2 separate regions of the Arachis hypogaea genome follow, and region 1 is linked to region 2. A link is a contact called in public Hi-C data. All regions are on one chromosome and are shown on one strand. The core of a region is the stretch at or near the end of the contact, and the rest is flanking DNA. Distances in the headings are between cores, read along the strand shown. Region 1 holds the start of LOC112702359. Region 2 holds the start of LOC112702351.

What was found. A called contact is a pair of places that touch in the nucleus more often than the background predicts.
Region 1: a Hi-C map of an unstated tissue shows a contact between it and region 2, with 5 times the contacts expected there. The contact joins the promoter of LOC112702359 here to the promoter of LOC112702351 in region 2. A contact is called at or near these places in 3 of 8 Hi-C or Micro-C datasets (leaf and an unstated tissue).

What each region holds. Positions count from the first base shown.
Region 1 is chr7:9,006,890-9,014,261 of arahy.Tifrunner.gnm2.J5K5, reverse strand. LOC112702359 reads left to right here and starts at 2,298. Exons shown (of 2, transcript XM_025753352.3): 1 at 2,298-2,575; 2 at 2,664-3,725. The coding sequence starts at 2,534. The coding sequence ends at 3,509. LOC112702358 (a long non-coding RNA gene) reads right to left here and starts at 7,149. Exons shown (of 2, transcript XR_003154024.3): 1 at 7,009-7,149; 2 at 6,589-6,904.
Region 2 is chr7:8,859,399-8,865,818 of arahy.Tifrunner.gnm2.J5K5, reverse strand. LOC112702351 reads right to left here and starts at 1,526. Exons shown (of 1, transcript XM_025753348.3): 1 at 1-1,526. The coding sequence starts at 1,289. The coding sequence ends at 198.

The DNA of each region.
Region 1 (7,372 bases), core at 1,049-3,548, 150 kb before region 2:
ATTTATCTCAAAATAAAATATAAATAATTTTCTTCTGTTTTATGTTAATTTTTTTTAAAATTTAACATATAATAATAAAAAATAAATAAATAAATTTAAAAATAATAATTAATTTTATTATATTAGTTAATTAGTTAATAATTAAATTAAAATTTAATTTTTTAATTAAATACAACTTAAATTATTAATAATTTTTTAAAATTATTTAAGATAAAAAATATATTATCTATCTATTAATATATTATATTAATATTTATTATTAAAATAATCTTGATTATAGTAATTATTTTGGTTAAAAAATTTATTATACTATAAATACTATATTAAATAGACCTAACAGTTAAATATTTAAATATGAGATAATAAAAAATAAATTAATTTTTTAAAAATATATATAAAAATTAATATTATCATATTAAAAATAAAAAGAAAGGCATTATAAATTATTGTTTTTATTATTCTGAATATTATATTATGGGTGTAAAATTATTTTTTTTATTATTTTAAATACTATAATAAGTAATTATGTGTATATTTTTAGTTTTTATCAATATGTATAGATAGTTATAATTTAAAATTTTAAATATATTTAAACAAATTTAAATTGGTCGAGTGATCAGCTTAGTTGTTATCCACCTAAGTAAGTATTGAGAGTTTGAATTCTATCTTGTATATGTAGTGACTTTTTAACCAATTACAAACTCTTAATAAAATTCAAATTCATAATAGAATAATCCTAAACATATTGAGTATTATAAAAAGTCTAAAAAAAATATTTATACCTAAATTTTATTATATTTTTACTTCCGTTACAAAATTTTTTTAAATCTGTCACTGCCCATATACTACAAGACTACAAAACCAAATTGCCCTGCTCTCATCTTCATATAACTAACCTTCTCTCTACTAGTCTCTAGCTAGTAGCTACAAAATAAATGAGTTCACGGAAAAAGACCACGAAAAAAAATCTTCCTTCCTTTGAGTTAGTTAAACTTGAAATATTTCTAATTCCACTTTCAGAATCTCTTTCTCATTCCATTATGAAATTTCTATTAAACTATATTAGATCTACATTAAAATTAATTATTAAAATAAGTTATTACTTATGAATCCGAATTTCGAACCCAAGAGGCCAAGAGAACTTGACCCCAAAGTCCAGCTGGTTCCTCAGGCCCAACCGTTCTGGTACTTGACAAGTCGGCATGTCATCAACCGATATTTAAATTTAAATATTAATATTAATTACTTCCGAACCAACTAGAAGATAAAATACCTTGATTGAACCTATATAAAGGAGAGTCACATGCTTCTTCAGGTAACACATCCTTAAAATTCTAACTCAGATCAATTTTAACTCAGATCAGAATTGTGAAGCCAACCACCATGAAGAACCAATAGAGAAACTGTGGATCCTGTGATTTATTTTCAGGTAATTCATAACATAAGTCATTAGTATAGAATATATATCAAAATACAAAATATATACTCATTAAAATTAAATTAAACAATATAATAATCTTTTTAACTTAATGTGACAATCATAGGATTTCAATTAAATATTTTACAAACATAATTAAAAAATAAAATATTTTATTTTTAAAATTTGGTGATCTTATACTGATTGAAATTTTTTATCAATAGAAAAACTTTTCAATTTTTTTGTCACTTCTAACAAAATTATTTTTTGTTATAATTTAAAATATTTTAAATATATTTTGTTATTAATAAATATAAAAGATAATTTTATTTAAAGTTTAATTAGATACTTTTGTTAATGATTGGGTAATTTCATCTAACCAAATTTTACTTCTAATTTGGTTAGAGTTAGTTCAATTTACAAAAAAAAAATTTGTACATGTAATATTTTTCATAATTAAATATGTGACATGATCTGTTATGAAAATAGTTAAATATATGGAGGATAAAATTGGAAATAAGAGAATAACTGAAAAATAACTTATTTTTGAAGTTTAAAATATGTTCTTATCCCCAGTATGTACTCTGTACTGTTGTGCATCTCTAACTGCAACAAAATCATGCAGTTACTACATCCTTAGAAACACATCAATCCCCTTAGTCATAACCATATATTCCTACACTTTAATAACCGATGACCGTTCCCACCCTCATGTTCCACTTTGACCTACCCATCAGTTAGTTAGCCTCCTTCCTTTCACACACATCAAGAATAAATACAACAATTAAATCCCATTTATGCACCAAACAAAATAGGAATTACATAGTCAAAGTAAATTAATATAATGTATATAGAAAGTGAAGAATAGTCCATCCTAACTGCCACAGTCTTGAAAAATGTTATTCATCCCAACTAATTAAAATTAATTAACATGACGTATGTAATATGTATATCTCCAAAGCTTGTTAGAGTTTCTAGTTTATAGGAAATGGCGTTATTTGAGTCAGTTAGAAAAGAGTGCGGCAGTTATAACGTCCTCTCCCATTATTATGAATCTCCCTAACCATCTAAAACCCATTCCTCTTCCAAAAATAACTAACATGTTTTAAAACTCCCATGCCCCAAACTAAATCATCCAAAAGAAAAGCGCTGTTCAAGGTTCAATGCCAACTCCAACTCTACCAATTATCTTTGGTATTAACAGATATATACCATACTAATCTCATTCTGGAATTTCATCGAACAGGTTGCGATGATGATCCAAGACAACACCAAATTTGACGAAGAAGCAGATCGAATCAAGGGGTCATGGACTCCTCAAGAGGATGCAACGCTTCTGAAGCTGGTGGCGCAGCACGGAGCACGGAACTGGTCCGTCATAAGCAACGGGATACCGGGCCGATCGGGAAAGTCATGCCGACTGCGGTGGTGCAACCAGCTCAGCCCCGACGTTCAGCACCGACCGTTCACCCCTGCGGAGGACGAAATCATCCTTAAGGCTCACGCCGTACACGGCAACAAGTGGGCCACCATCTCCAGACTCCTTCCTGGCCGCACCGACAACGCTATCAAGAACCACTGGAACTCCACCCTCCGACGCCGTAAAGGTGTAACCGTCGCCTTTTCCGGCGCCGGATTCCCCTCCGCGGCAGCCACCGACGCCTCCACCAGCGGAGGATTATCCGGATTCTCTTCTGCCGCCACGTCGTCGTCATCAGATTTCAGTCCAACATTTGTTTGCCAAAAGCGCAAGGGCGAGCAGTTAGAGTTGCCACAGAATTTCATCAAGAAGCCGTGTTTGGCGGCAGTTGCCGTCGACAGTCACGCGGAGGAGGAGGTTCGCCAAAAGCGGAAGGCCGAAGAAGAAGAAGAAGGCGGCGTGACGACACTGAGTTTGCTCCCGCCCGGAGAGAAGCCTTTGGGCGCAGAGGGAGTGTGGCGGAAGGAGGAGGAAGTCAATCCGTACGGCGAGCATGCATGGTTGATGAAGATGATGCGGCCCATGATAGCAGAAGAGGTTAGGAGATACATTCAAAGCTTACAAAAGGCTCAACCACTCTTTGACCCTGATCCACCTAGTAAAAAATTTTAATTAATAGACAAACATATTAATAATGTATATCTTTTCTTCTTTTCCTTCTTTTCATGTATACATTTGTATTTTACTTTCTTGCTCATTCCTTTCAATAACCGTTGCCTAGATGCCTAGTTTTTTATTTGTTTAGTTAGGATGATGATATTAGTCAATGTAATGGTAGATTTTGAATCACTCCATTACGGATACTACCTCATTGTTATGACTTTGATACTCAGACTTTTAATTTTTTTACAAGTATCTATCGTATTAAGATAGTTTTTTTTTTTAAGTAAAGTATTGTGATCACTAACGAAGATGCACATGTGGGGATTAATTTATTCACCCCAACATTAACATTATTACGTCGGTTATCATTTTTGTTTTCTTCGGGCTTCATCTTAGTGAATGCATTGGAGGTAGTTTGTGGATCAATTTTGCCTATGAAGGAAAAGATTGCTGTGTTATGGTCTTCACGGATGTTGATTTGGTACATGTAAATATTTTGTAACAAAAAAACATTAATCAAAAATTTATTTTTTTAAATTTTATTTAATGTATCTTGTAATTAAATAAGGTAAATTTAAATTGTGTGGCCTAATTGTTTTTCGTTTCTATATTATTTTTGTGAAAAACAAATGGTACACAAACCTATGTTTTTGTTTTTCTGATCAATAGTGCATGCAACCAAGGTGGATAGACATGGGAACGTGCAGATACAGGGTTGTTGCCATGGTAAGATTTATGGGGTTCGTAGAAAATATTTTCTGTGGTCTTCAATTAGGGCATCAATTTTTTTGTGGGGTTAACTCTTCTCTAATGTACTTTAGAAAAGACAACTAGTTAGGTACAAATATCTTAAATGAAGCTTCAATTTAGTGTGTGTAAATGTGTATGTCCAAAAAAAAAAATAAAGCTTCAATCTATGTTGAAGGACTGAAACATATCATGGAAAACAAACAAAAATACCCTAAAACTAACACTGCACAACAAACACAACATTTTTTACTTATCCCATACTTAACACGATCTCAAAACCTGCGTTCAAAATTCTTTGTAGTTGTGAAAGTCACAAGCACCCACCTTTCTCCACAATAACAGGTTGTTCAACCAAATGGAATAGAGGAAGATATCATTTTAGTTAATTTTTAAAAAACTAAAATATCCTTTTAGGATTATGGTTGTTTATTGTATTAGAAATTTAAAACTTTGAATTTGGTTTTAGAAATATGGAGCATTGCAAGTGCACAAAAATCATTTATCAAATTAGTCACTATGTTTTTATGTATAAATACATATACGAGAAATGTTCAAAGTTTGTTTTTTTTTGTCAATATTTTTAGTCATTAATCCAATTTTTTTAGTCTAGTAATTCATCAATATACTTTTAATTTATATTTTTAAATATTAATGACTAATTGCTAGTAAAAAATAATAACTTATATTCGCCATCTAGCATTTCTCTACATATACTGTTCTATTTATTTTTATTGTGCATTCTACTTTCAATATGTATTCTTCAATAATTAATTTTTTGTGTACACCTTGATTGTTTTGTTATTAAATATTTGTTGAGTCCTCTTAATGGCACTTAACAATGCCTAAATAAAATTTCAGCTATATATAATAGTCTTTTTTTAATATATAGTGGTATGTTTGATATTTGGTTTTATATCTATTGGTGCCTTTGGTGGTATGGTTAATACGTCTATTAACCGATGTGAAGAAAATCCCATTCAAACATACATTTCATGGAAAATTTAGAAGGTATGTTATTTGGTGATAGAGTATTATGGCCAGGTGATTTAAGAAGTTCAAACTTACTTCAGTAATTGGTCATTTGAATTTTTTGACATTGTTATTTTAAAGGAAATACTTGACGTAAAATAACTCAAAAATTAATTTGGATTGTTCAAGTGATTAGCTAATTCATCTATTTAAGTAAGTATTGAAAATTTAAATTCCACCTTATGTATACAATAATTTATTAACCAAGAACAAACCCTTAAATACAATCCTAATCCATAACCGGTCAGAATATATGATATCGTGAACACCAAAAAAATTAAAAAAGTAACTCATAAAACATCGGTGGAAACTCATATACTACCTTTGTATAAACGTTAATTTGTCATATTTTAACTAAGACGCTTCTACTATTTGTAAATTGGGTGAGTTCGCAATCTTATCATTATTAATGCAATATACTTTCTACCATGTATTACAGTTGTATGAAACGAAATAAAATTATTTCTATGGCTACCCAATGATAAATTTCCAAAAGCCATCGGTTCATTTACTAATACAATTCAAAATATTAGATATGAATTTTATGAAGCACTCTGAGTAGTTAATACTAATTTCCATACAACTATGTAAGTATACAATAAAATCAGAATACAGATTTCAGTGTACACATGCATTTTGTTTTCCATACGTGCAGTTCCGTTACATATCCGTAACCCTTCTAGTAGGGTTATAAATTGGATCGTTAAGGAAATTTTAAGACAATAATAAAAGTCTTAATTTTAAAAAATAAATTATATCAAGTTAATTATTTAAAATCCTTATGCAGTTAACAATCATAATCCAATAGGAAAAATTTGGAGAAAACGGCATAAAAAACCAAAATATAAAATCAGGGTCACAAAGAAGCAAAAGCAGAGATTATTATGGGTCAAAGTGGCAGTTCTAAATTACAGGCTTCAATGTAACTCTGTAACTCAGTAACCTCATTCCCAACCTTCCTTTATCCGTTACTTTTTATTTTCATTTAGAGGGTTTGGTTACCGATTAAAAATGAATATAGCAGAGAAAACAAAAATAGCGGGTTCGGAGTACTCGTTCATTCGTTTATCTGATTTCATATACAATCAATTGAGAGTACTACAGGTCTAAGTCGTTACAGAAATAAACAAAACATTACCTTAGATGTGAATATTTTTTCAAGTAATAGGTTTAACTGTTTAAGTAGTTATCGTGATCCTATATATCAGTCAATGTGTTATTCAGTAAAAATCCTAAAAATCAACATTCGCATCAAACTTCAAAGTACACAATCGCACCGCAAATTCATCAAATAAACAAAAAGCAATCCTTAGCGGAAATTCTAATAATCGCAATAGATATAGGCAAATTCCAGAATAATTCAAATGTAAAAAAATAAATAGAAAAAAAATTCTTAACTCAGAATAGTAGCAAGAATTTTTCAAGCTAATGTAAATTTTGAGACACAGAAATTAAGCATCAAAATATCAAACGTGAGAGACTAATACGGTAAACTACTAGCTCTTACATTTGACAGTTACAAAATAGAGACTACGATAGAATGCCGAGAGAAGAACGCACTACTTGGATCTCTGTCTCATCTTTCGGCGCTTCCTCTTCAACCTCCTCATACGCTTCTTCTTCCACTGCACAAACCAAAGTCCAAATCAAGCGTCAATTTTACTATCAAAGCGTAATTGGAAAATTAAATAAAATAATAAGCGAAGAAACATAGAAGAATGAAGCTCACCTTAGCTCTCATGGTGAACAAAGGGTTGAAGCTGCTTCTTTCCCTCAAGAGAAAAACCCTAATTGACGCAGCTGAGTTATTAACAAGAGGAATAGAAAGTGCGTGATGCGAGGTTGCGAACTATTTATAGCTAAGAACCCTAAAACGTAAAAGCAACGGTTGTTTTGGGCTTATATGGGCCTTCCTAACCCAATTGGGCCCTAATTACACGGTTATGCGAAAAACCGTTTCCCATAATATTTACAATTATTTACTTTTTGAGAAACATTACATTTCAAGTCCAAAATCAAATAGAAGGCGAGTTCTACGTGTAGAAAGAAAAAATTTTCTACACCTATAGAATACTTTGTGGCAAAGTATAGGA
Region 2 (6,420 bases), core at 277-2,776:
GATAAATTATTCCACCAGAAATTATTCACAACTACCTTGAACTTTGGGTTCCTTTCTACCCACACTTTATACTTTCTAATCCACTATATAAAACTCAGATCAATCGATTCGATCGACTATTAAGAGTACCTATGTTGTAATTTGACTTCAATTAACAAAATCAATAATGAAGCTGAATGAAGCTACTGCATGCACCATCAAATTTCTTCAAAATTCAAACTAAAGTATGGATCATTGTAATTGTAATCCCACAAGCTAACTGGATACTCCTCCTCCGTCAACGAAGACCACATAGATCCGATACCCGGTTCTGGATCCCGATCCTGATCCGGATCCGGATCCACCGCTGCATCTGCTCCAACCTCTGAGGAAGACAATGTTGAATCCACCACGAGATTGTTATTATTATTATTACTATGATTCACTATTTCTTCTTCCATAACCATGCAACTCTCTTGATGAGGATGATGAACATAACCCGAAGGATGATTATTATTATTATTATTATTATTATTCTGATGCGAGGTTAACCTAATTGAAGTTGTTCCACCTGATTCTTCGACTTTTTGGTGACGATGGTGACAGTGTTGTTGTTGCTGTTGAAGCTGTTGCTGCTGCTGAATTTGCAGCACTTGTGGTGAATACTGATGATGAAACTGCACCGGTGGTGGTGCAACAACACTGTTATTATTACCGTTACTAAAAGGGAAAACCCCAAATGGCACGAAACCCGAGGCTGTAGCAGCAGAGAAGTTATTATTATTATTGTTATTGTGGAGGCCGTTAAACACAACGGGAAACCGGGAACCGGATGAGAAGGTGAACCCGGAAGGGCGAGGAAGCAAAGGCCTAAGCGTTTGAGTGGAGGAGGAAGAAGAAGAAGAAGAACCGCCACGAGACGAAGAATTAGAAGAGTTAGAATTGACGGAAACCGAGGGTTGCAGATTCAACTGTGCCCTAGAACCGTAGAGGATCAAAGCAGCACGGTCGTAGGCCCTGGCGGCATCTTCGGCGGTGGCGAATGTTCCGAGCCACTTCCTGGTCCGCTTGCGCGGTTCTCTTATCTCCGCCACCCATTTCCCCCAGCTCCGCTGCCTGACGCCGCGGTAACGAAACTTGTTGTTGTCAGGTCCACCTTTTCCCTTGCACTTGCGGTTATTATTGTGAGGGGGGTTATTATTATCACTGCTGCTGCTGCTGGTGTTAGGTGTTTGAGAAAGAGTGGGGATAGAGGCGGTGGTGGCGGTGGGTTTGGTTTCTTGGGGATCGTTAGGGTTAGAAATTTCCATTGGTTGGTGACTGAAATTGAAGCTTTAAAAAGTGTGAGGGAAGGGTGAATAGTTCGAGGAGGGGAATGGTTTGTTGTTTGGGTGTGATGGGAAGAGGGAAAGAGAGATGGAGACTTGTTGTGGGTAAGTGTTAGGTGGTTGGGGCTTGAAGATGCCTCGTTCAGTGTTTTGATATTTGTTGATTAGTCCATAGAGGAGGCTACTTCTGAAGCTCTTTCCATGCCTTCTCTGTCAATGGTGGAATAGGGCGGTGCCATTCAAATCTATTTATATTATCAACTCAAACTCTATTTATTTTACCTCTTAATCAATTCAATCAACATTTCATTAACATGTACATTTCTATATTAATTACTTCTATGTTAGTTAGACTCTTTTTTTTTACATAGAAGGACTTATTTATTTTATTTTTATAAAATTTAAAAATCTCAATGTAAAAAAATTTTTTGTAGACAAAAATGTTTTAGAGATTTATTTGTGTACATATTCAATAATTTAAAAAAATTAATTATCTGATATTTCTTTTTAATATTAAGAAAATTAACATTGAGAATTGAGTATATTTAAAGTCATATTAACTAGTTAGTACTTATTTGTTCTTTGTCACAATTTTTTGTCCTATCACATGATTAAATGAAGTTAATGACTCAAATGAGTCAATATTCCGCCAAATTCTATGTAATAAAACCATAATAATATTTGATTTTTTTTAATTAAATATAATCTATTATGATTTTAATTATTTATTTTATTTTGTATATTAGAGGTCAAAGATTAATTTCATGCGAAATAGATGATAAATAAATAAATAAAAGCTAGTGTTTATATTTTGTTGTAACAGATAAATTCAAATATTATTGTTCTTAATGAAGAAAAATATGGATTTACTTCGTGTAAGAGAGAAAAATATATGGATACAAATACAGATATATATCGTCATATTAATATTATCTTTGAAACATAAATATAAAGATAAAAGAACTAAATCATTAAGATACACAATTTTTCTTGTTCAAAGATATATATTTTATTTTTATATATTTCTTAAAATTATGACTAAAATATTTTAAAAAAAAATATCCATTTCTTCTTTTTATTTTTATATATCGATCTCTATCTATATAAACATAATGGAAATGCAAACCTAAATTATTTAAGTGAGGAAATTAAAAGGAGAGAGCATTGTGAAAGCCTGAAAGGGATTGCTGCGCAGTGAAGAAAAGAAGACGACACTGAACACATATCAGGTTCACACATTGGTTTTGGAATTTGGAACCATTATTACTCGTCTTTGTTGATTATTTTCTTCTTTTGACCTCATTAATTTACAATTTTCTTTTCCTTTTTTCTGTGTTTTTGAGAGGATAAGTTAATTAATAAATACCTCGGCGCTTACCAAAAAATATCTATTGATTCCTAGGGAAGTAAACGGATTGAACTTCATGATCACTTAAAAGAGTAGCACGCAGTACAATGTACTCCACTATATACTACTAGTATTAATCTTGATGAATGATGATACTATGAATTTCTCATGCGTGTTACAATTAAGTTTGGACAAGTCTAAATTTCTGATTTTAATACCTATCCATTTATTCAATACAATTAAAAAAATCTGAAAGTGAAATGTACATTCAATATAAGTTTGGGTTTCGGGTTGATTGATATAATGTGCGATTTTATGAAGTGAAAAAGTGAGTCACTTCTTCTTGGTTGTGAAAATCATTAAAAACATATATGTATGTCATGAAATTAAATCACTTCACCTACAAATTTAAACGAATAAAAAAATAATATAAATAATTATATCTTTAAAAGATTATAAATTATCTGATCAAGTCTTTTAATTTACATTACATGCATACCGTATGAAATTAGATCAACCTTATGATATAACAAAAATAGGGCATTCGATTTATACACATGAGCTATAGCAAATTTAAGTGCCTGATATTTATAAATTATTATAAATATTTAAAAACAATTACAAAATATATACATTAAAAATCAACTACTACTAAATACTAATTAACTGTATATAAAAATATATATTTTGTATTTTATAAAAAATACTATGTTATTATATTATAAATTTAATTATTCCAATAATTAACTATTAATTAAAAAATATATAAATACATAATAATTAATTTATAAATTAAATTTTAATTATATAAACAATTTTTTATTTAAAAAGTGAGGAATTTATTATCAAACTTAATTTAAAACTGAAAAATGATAATTTGATGATACCATACCACATAATATATATTATTATGCAGTACGGAAAATAAAAAATAAAACAGGAATCATATGTGTGCCATGAATGGCTTTTGCATGCAAAGGGAGAGCCTGCCACGTGGCATTAATGAATGACATGATGCAGGTAGAAAGGCTTTCTGTTTAGGGTTCATTAGTGCGGTTACCGGGTGTCCTTCTTATTGAATTTATGCCAATATATAGTAAGATTTGCAAGTGTATCGTTGTACTAGTGATTTTTAATTATTAATTTTAATTATATATATTATATATATTTTATAACTAAAATTAATGATTAAAAAATTATTAAAATACTGATATAACGATATATTTAAAATTTTTTCTATATATTGTCATACTGATTATAACAAAAAGGACATTCAATTTTTTTATATATATATTATTGGGTTTAGTTTACTTGTAAGAATACAAATTAAAATTATTAATAATAAAATCTTTTAAATATTTTATTTTAATAAATATATTAAAATTTTAAATTTTGTAATATTTTTTATGAAGTTTTTTTAATTGGTAATTTTATTCTCTTTTAAGTAGTCTACAGATTATAGTATACTTTGCAAGTTCAATTTATAGACCAAGAAGCTAAGTCTCTACTTGTAACTTGTAAGCGAAGGTTTCTAGAAATTAAATTTGTATATATTATTCGTGTTTCCAACTCTTCCTTGTTTTTTCTTCGTTAACTTCAAACATTTTCCTTATCAAAATTGACATTTTTTGCTAACAACTGCTACAGTGCGACATTATATATCAGGGAATTTTTATTAAAAGAAAATTGTTAATAAGTAATCTAACTTATTATAATAAAATATTTTTTATTTTTAATTTCATTGTTTTATAAGATAAAAACCTCTAATCAGGGCCTTAGGTTTTAAACACCTTAAATATATTAAACACACCAAAAACCTAAAAATTTTCATGATTATACTTTTGGAATGATAATGCTTATTAATTTAAAAGAAGAGTTTTAAATTTTTAATTACATTAAAATATTAAATACATTAACTCTGAACGTTTCATTTTTTTTTTCTTAAAAGGAAAGATTTTGCTAAAAGTGTCCTAATATTGTCTAAGAGCATTAAAAAAAAAGTTTTTCAATATATTTAATATACAGAAAAATTAGAAAATTATATTTAATTTAAATTTTTGTTTAAACTTTTAATTTGTAATATTATTAAAGAAAACTTTTAGAATATTTATTATCAAGAATAAAAAATTATCCAACATATGTCTAAAAAAAACACTTTTTAAGGTGTTAATTATAGAAAATTTACATTAAAAAAGTTTTCAATAAAAAAATTTAAAACTCTTTCTAAACTGAGTAATTTTTACTAGTATTATATAACAACTCAATAAAAGAAAAATATCCTTTTCAGTAATTTAAAGGAGCGTTGACACTTTTACCGAAAACCCATGTTTTTAATTTTCACATCTCATATGCTGGTGCACGGGCAGAGCTTTTCATTGCTATGCTCTTCCAAATATCTATTATTTATTATCTATTATATATTTTTAATTTTATAATTAAAATATATCACATGTGACTTTTTTATTATAATTAAAATTATTTTTAAAATTAAATTTTTTTTTTATTTTTTACTAATTTTATAACCAAAATATCTCACAATATCACTTCTTCATTATAATTATTTTCTTTCAAAATTAAAGAGAATTCTTCTCTCTTCCACACTAATTTTACAACCAAAATATGTCATATGTCACTTCTTTATTGCAATTAAAATCAAATCTTTTTCTTCCTCTCCTCCTTCTTCCTTTCTTCTCTATCTCTCTCATTCATCAACCACTCTATCGATTTTAAATATCATTATCAATATAAATGACTAATTATTACTAATTTAAAAATTAAAATATACAGCATGATATTCTTTAATTGCATTAAAATTAAAATATTAAAATTAAAATTGAAATATACCTATATTATGTATCATATATTACTATCTAATTTAATAATCAAATGTGTCATATGACACTCTCTTATTAAAATTAAGAGAGCATATTTTTTTCCAAAATTAATAAATTCCATTCCTAAATTCTCTCATCTACCTCTCTCAATTTTTCTATTTTTCTCTACTATTTTCACTCTATATATAATTTATATTTTATATTAGTAATTTGACAAATCAAAATATATCATCCGATATATTTTTATTACAATTAAAATAAAATTATTTCTTCCAAAATTAACAAACACTCTCATTATTTATTTTTATTTTTCTCTCTTTTTTCTCATTCTCTATTTTTTCTAACTTTTTGTTCTACAGAAAATAAAATTAACAAAATAATATAATTCAAATAAAAAATTAAACTTTTCATATTAAAATAATAACTTAAAATTTTGTTATTTGATTTTTTATTTATAGAGAACTTGATCTTAAGGATGGCAACACCACCCGAACTCGCAGGTACCTATCCCACCCCTACCCGCCCGGGTGGGTTTTTAACGGGACGGGTTCTTGGGCGGGACGAGACGGAGCCGGGTTTAGGTACTATCCGCTCCGGTATATATATAATATAATATAATATAATTTTAATATATAATATATTTAATATATGTAAAATAATTAATAAAATGATTGATAATATTGCATCATATTTAAATTTTTACTTTAATTTATGTTATATATGTGATGATGGTTATATAAATTTTAAAATTTTATTTTATTTATTAAATTTTAATAATTATAGGGGCAGGTGGGTTAGGGTTCAACCATTTACTATCTGTGGATAGGAGTGGGACGGGTTTTATGCGGATTATTGTAAGGCGGGGCGGGGTCGGATAGAGTAAAAAACCGCCCCGTTGCCATCTTTGATCTTCTTAGCCAGAAAATTTTAT